Linked DNA regions of Gossypium arboreum: region 2 is linked to region 1. Evidence: chromatin contacts called from public Hi-C data. All regions are on one chromosome and are shown on one strand. The core of a region is the stretch at or near the end of the contact, and the rest is flanking DNA. Distances in the headings are between cores, read along the strand shown. Region 1 holds the start of LOC108467578. Region 2 holds the start of LOC108467494 (nuclear transcription factor Y subunit A-4-like).

What was found. A called contact is a pair of places that touch in the nucleus more often than the background predicts.
Region 2: a contact with region 1 is called in a Hi-C map of leaf, with 2.8 times the contacts expected there. The contact joins the promoter of LOC108467494 here to the promoter of LOC108467578 in region 1. A contact is called at or near these places in 2 of 5 Hi-C or Micro-C datasets (both in leaf).

Annotation. Positions count from the first base shown.
Region 1 is chr8:20,339,729-20,342,428 of ASM2569848v2, forward strand. It overlaps LOC108467578, which reads right to left and starts at 1,316. Exons shown (of 1, transcript XM_017768258.2): 1 at 811-1,316. The coding sequence starts at 1,182. The coding sequence ends at 976. It overlaps LOC108467576, which reads left to right. Exons shown (of 6, transcript XM_053018352.1): 6 at 1-77.
Region 2 is chr8:20,633,390-20,636,251 of ASM2569848v2, forward strand. It overlaps LOC108467494 (nuclear transcription factor Y subunit A-4-like), which reads left to right and starts at 1,462. Exons shown (of 7, transcript XM_053018365.1): 1 at 1,462-1,682; 2 at 2,364-2,592. The coding sequence starts at 2,379.

The DNA.
Region 1 (2,700 bases), core at 66-2,565:
ATGTAGCTTTCTCTCTGTTTAATAATTGTATTGAAAACCCTTTTCAGTGAATAAAAAGCCAATATCATGATTCTTTAGTTCTTTCTCTCTCGCCTTTTTCTTGAGTATCAGTTTGTACTCAAATCAACATTTAACACTACTAATGAAGCATTAATTGTCTGTTAATACTAAAGAAAGTTCTGTCTTTATGACAAGGTACATGAGTACGGCTTTTCTGTGTTTAATTTTGTCCTCCCACCGCCATTTCCATATCCAGACAATTTCTCCCATCATCTTTATCTACCTAATTCTTCATAGATTAGAGTAAGCAACAAAACCCAAAAACACACACAAACTGGCATACTACGCTAACATACATACCGCACCAAAAGCCCTAGGCAGGCAACAATACATCACCTATGATCGAGCTAAATAAAGCTGAGCAACTTAACCGTAATGAATCCGCCTCAGCTTGAGTGCAAATTTAGTTGACTTAAACAAAGAAAGAGTAAATAAACAGTTGGATGCTTAAAATGGGGATTCAGCGTCGAATTTGAAGTCAAGTGAAGGGGTTTTCTAATGTTGGAAGTAAGATTGCTAATTGAGGTTGATACAAAGGTTAATTAGGAAACGGACAAACCCAGATACATAATCAAATTTCAGAATCCCATCACAAGCAGATACAAATATTACATCAAAACCCTAACCCTGGGGGATTTCATATAGACTAGTGATTAAAATAAAAAAGGGTTGATAGCATAAACTTTAAATAACACTCACCAATCACTCTATGGATCCCGCGAAGATATATATACAACACAAAGAAACATATATGGAACCACCAAAAGAATGCTTTTGACTTTTATTCCTGGCTATAACAAGAGCCTTTGTCACATGACCAGAGAGGCAAAAGAAACCAAAATTCCATATGTACATTGAAAGAGATCTAATAATTAAAGTAGGGTTAGGAGATGGCACAACACAACACAGCCTACTCTAATCTAAACTCAAGTTGCAAAGCATGCAATCCAAGAGCCTAGACCAGACGAAGCGTGCACGTGGGTAAAGCCTGTGGGTATACACCCGCGACTCCCTTACCAGATCCTCCATGGTCTCTACGAAGTGATTCAAGCTCCTCACAGGCGGGACATATAGAGTCAACGGCGCTGCAGAGAAAGCAATTGTGAAGAACAGCTGCAACATCCCCGTCTCTGTTGCGATTGAAATGGATTCTTTTATTATGTTTTTGGGCAGGCAAGGCCTAGAAGCAGAGCCTCCAAAAAAACCCCCAAACTAATTTGAAGAGCAGAGTGGTATGAAGACTGAAAGAAAGCAGTGCAGAAAGGTTGGTTTGGTTGAGAAAACAGAGAAAAAGAAAAAACTAGGTAGGGTTTGGTTATAGTAGTTGTTGATGGTGGAATAAAAAATATTATCATATGTAAGTATAACAAGAAGTAATTGGATGGAAGAAAGGTATGCAAAGCGAATGGGTTATGGAAGGAACAGAGAAAGGGAGAAGTTCTGGAAATATGAAGAGAAAACACAAATAAGTTCAATATTTAATGTACGGATAATATCTGGCGTCAAAGTTGTATCAATCCATTAAATCTAAGTTAAAATGTCATACTTGTAACAAATTTCGATTTTACTTTTTTTAAATTCAAGGTTAATTATTTAAAAGGAAAATGTTAAAATAAAATTGAAAAAAAATCTCTATTAAATGGTAAGTACATCTTTCACATCTTTTCCTTGATTTTTTTTTATTATTTGTTTTTCAATTTATAATTATCTTATAATCTATAGTATTATTTAAATTTTTCATTAAATTACTATTACAAATTAACCGAAAATCAAATCAGTTGAAAATTACTAAATTATTCTTGCATATTTGAAATAACTTATACTCTTAAGGGCATTTTATTCGTTTACATTTTTAATAAAATAAAGATAAAATTTACGGATATTAAAATTTAAATATTTTCTTTATTAATTCACTCAAAATTTTATTTTAATATTTGAATCTTATTACAATTATGTCACCCACAATATATTGGTAATTTTTTTATTGAAATATAAAATTTAATATAATATATTTACTTATTTAATTTTTTTAATTTAAACTATTTTTTATTTTAATTTCGTTTATATTGTTTATTATATAATATATATATATATATATATATAAATAAATGATGGGGCAGCCGAGTACACGGGTCCGTCTATTTTTATAACAGCTTAGATCGAAAGCGTTCCAAGCTCCACAAGCGAACGGATAATGATTCCCTACCCTACCACTAACTTATTTTGCGATTAAAATAAAAAATATGATTTGTAACCACAAAACAAAGGAGGGAAGCAGAGCTAAACCTTTATTAACTTAGAATTTTCTAGTCAGCATGACTTTTTTATGGAAATGGATACATCATGTGATATCTAAAAGTCACAAGTGTCTACTACTTGGTATAATTCTATGGATGAATCCTTGACACTGAAGGGGCATATAATATTAAAATAAATTATATGGCCAATGAGAAGTTTTAATTTCAGAATCACCTATCTTTATTTGGAGAAAAAAACCATGGGCTGGGTTGAGACGCCAAGGCTGACCAAAGGCAAGGCCTGCCTCTTACTTTTTCAACTACTTTACATAAGTGGACAAATTTGATTGAAGTTTACCAGTTTTTATTTTGATTTTCATTTGTTTAGTCGTTTACATTAAAA
Region 2 (2,862 bases), core at 212-2,711, 290 kb after region 1:
TCTACATCTACATATGTGTCGATGATGATGAGAGGGCCTCTAGTCTGGTGATGTTGACTAAAGCGCGGCAATCTTTTTAATACAATATCAATTCCTCCATCCATAACTGATACTAGTAGTGTACTTAGTTTGGTAGTTGCTACTGCGTAGCCTCTTACCCTGTCTCAACTGTATAAGACATACCTACGCTTTCGTCTGCGACTGCCTCGACGTTTACACTCTCTTATTATTTTCTACTATTTTTGAAAGGGAATAAGTTCTTTGGTTTAGTTGATAATGTACAGATTTGGATCAAGAAAATTATTCCACCTACAGTTAATTGTTTTGGGGGGTGTCTTGTTACCTAGGATGAAAACAATAATGGCGTGGTTAAAGGGGGACATAAAACGCCGTTAAGCAAGCGACGATGGTTGGCAAGTGAAAAAGACAGAATGATAAAAAATAGTAAGAACGTGGCAAGATCTAAATAACATGGACCTCAACGATGTCATCCTGATCACACGACACGTGGTGTGTGCATAACATGTGTCACCGCTGTCAACCATGTCTCTCTGTCCGGTGTCCACGCCACTCTTTTTTGTCATGTAATAAAACTGGAATTTAATAATAATAATAATAAAAGAAGAAGAAGTAAAGAGCGCCTCTTGGAATCTGTCTCGGATCCAAACCCAACCCTAGTTCTAATTTTGCCATTTTCAACAGTTCCTTGGATCTGTATAATCGGGTAATGAATATTAATTATGAAAAAAGGGAAGAAAAAGAATTGAATAACACTTGACAAAAGCTCCTCAACCAGAGTTGTATGATTAGAAAAAGAAGGAATTGTAGCTGAAGCTTTGCTGAAAATAGTATGATCTTAAAAAGAAGCAAAAGAAAGGAGTCCACTCCACAGCCGTTGGAAAAAAGAGATGATGACAAGTTGAAATTCCCACTGCCTACTTATTTGCTTGACCCACGACCATAAAATCATCTCCACCCACTACTTTATTTTTATTATTTTATCTTATATGTACCCGATAACATTGTTTGATTTAAGTATTTCCCACTATTTAACCATTTTTTCTTTTTTAGGAATATTTAATTACAACGAGGTCTTTTTACATTTATATACTAATAATTAATTTTTAGGATTTTATTTTTATATTTTATAGAAATTTAAAAGTTAGTTTAATTGTTGATAAAACATGAATTTCAATTATTAGTTTTTATTAATTTGTTACATCTAAAATTCTAAATTATTGATTTTTGTTAATTCCTTATAAAATAATTTTTAAATCAGGTTTAACAATGCTAATTAATTGGATTAAATTTTTAATTTTCATAAAATATATGTAAAAAACGTTGCAATTCATAATTATATTATAAATATAAATATTCGAAAAGTATAAAATAAAGTAATTTGTGTGATAAATTAATCTATTTGGAGAAATTTGGAAAGGTTCGTAGTTACAGCTTCAGTTTCTACCTTATAAAAGACAAAAAGTTCGACATTTGTGTCAATGAAACAAATAAAAACCTCTTATTAAAATTTTAAACATATAAATAAAGATAATTTATTAAGCTTGATAGATTTGTCTTTCTCTATGTCTCTGTTATGGTTGCAGAGAGAGAGCCAAACTGAATCAATCTCTAGGCATTTGCTTCTCCAATTCCAATCTTCTTTTTCTTTTTCTTCTTTTACTGTAAGTTCTCTGTTTTTATCCTTTTTTAAATTTATTCTCTTAAAAGATCTTTCTTTTTCCTGTTTTTGATTCAAAATTTTCGAGTCATCTTAGGGTTTTAATTTAGCATCTTGTAAAAAACTTCCCTTTTTGGTTTGATGTTATGGGAATTTGCTCTTTTGATGAGAAATTTGGAGGAGATAAGAAGATTAGCATGAATTGTGGGGGGTGGAATTAGAGATAACCAGATGCAAAATTAGAAATTGAATTACCCTGTTGTATTAAGTTCGGCTTGATTTTGAATAAGATTTCGAGGATCAGTTTCTTTTTTAGGTGCTAGTTTTGATTGTCGAAGTTCTAAATTTTTATATCAGTTGAACTTTGAATTAATGGAATGATCCACCCGCCTTCATTTTAACATAAATTTTAAAATTTTCCTGTGAGAATTTTCTGATGTTTTTGTGTTATGCATATGATTCATGTTTAATCTATTAATCTTTTTATTTATTTATGAATTTTGATGGAAGTCAACATCAGATTTGCACATAAGTTATGTTATATTAGATGATAGTGAGTGGGAAGTTAGTTGAGATCATTGTTGATTTTGGTTCTTCTTCTTTTTTCTTCCCTCTATTTATATCTCATAAGTAAAATTCTATGTTTGGGCTATTTAGCTCTCTAATTGTAATTTCTGAATTTCAGAATAAGTCGTGAGAAATGCCAGCAAAACCAGGGAATGATGATCAGCAGATAGACCATGGGGCTCAAAGTGTGTTGCAGTCAACTGCCTACTCTGAACCCTGGTGGAAAGGAGTTGGGACTAACCCCTTTGTTGAAGCTGCCTCGAAGTCGCCTTCTGTAGAACAACTAAATGGTTCAGTGGCAAATGGAGCTGTGCATTCACAGGCTCATGGGGACTTGGGCAATGAAGGTAATTTCAAGAAAGAGAATCTGATCAATGTAGGATCACAAGCTCTGATTTCTCATAATAGTTAAAGATGGAATGCTTCTTTTTATGCTAAAAGACCGCAAGGCATCAGTTTTTGGACCAAACAAACTCTGTAATTTGGTATTGGACTGATGTTTTTATTTATATTATTACTTTATAGGATCGGTGAAGCTGTTTTAGTTCCTCATGCGCTGATAATATATTATGATTCTAAAAATGGAAGAAAATATATTGTTTTCTTTTAGCTAATGT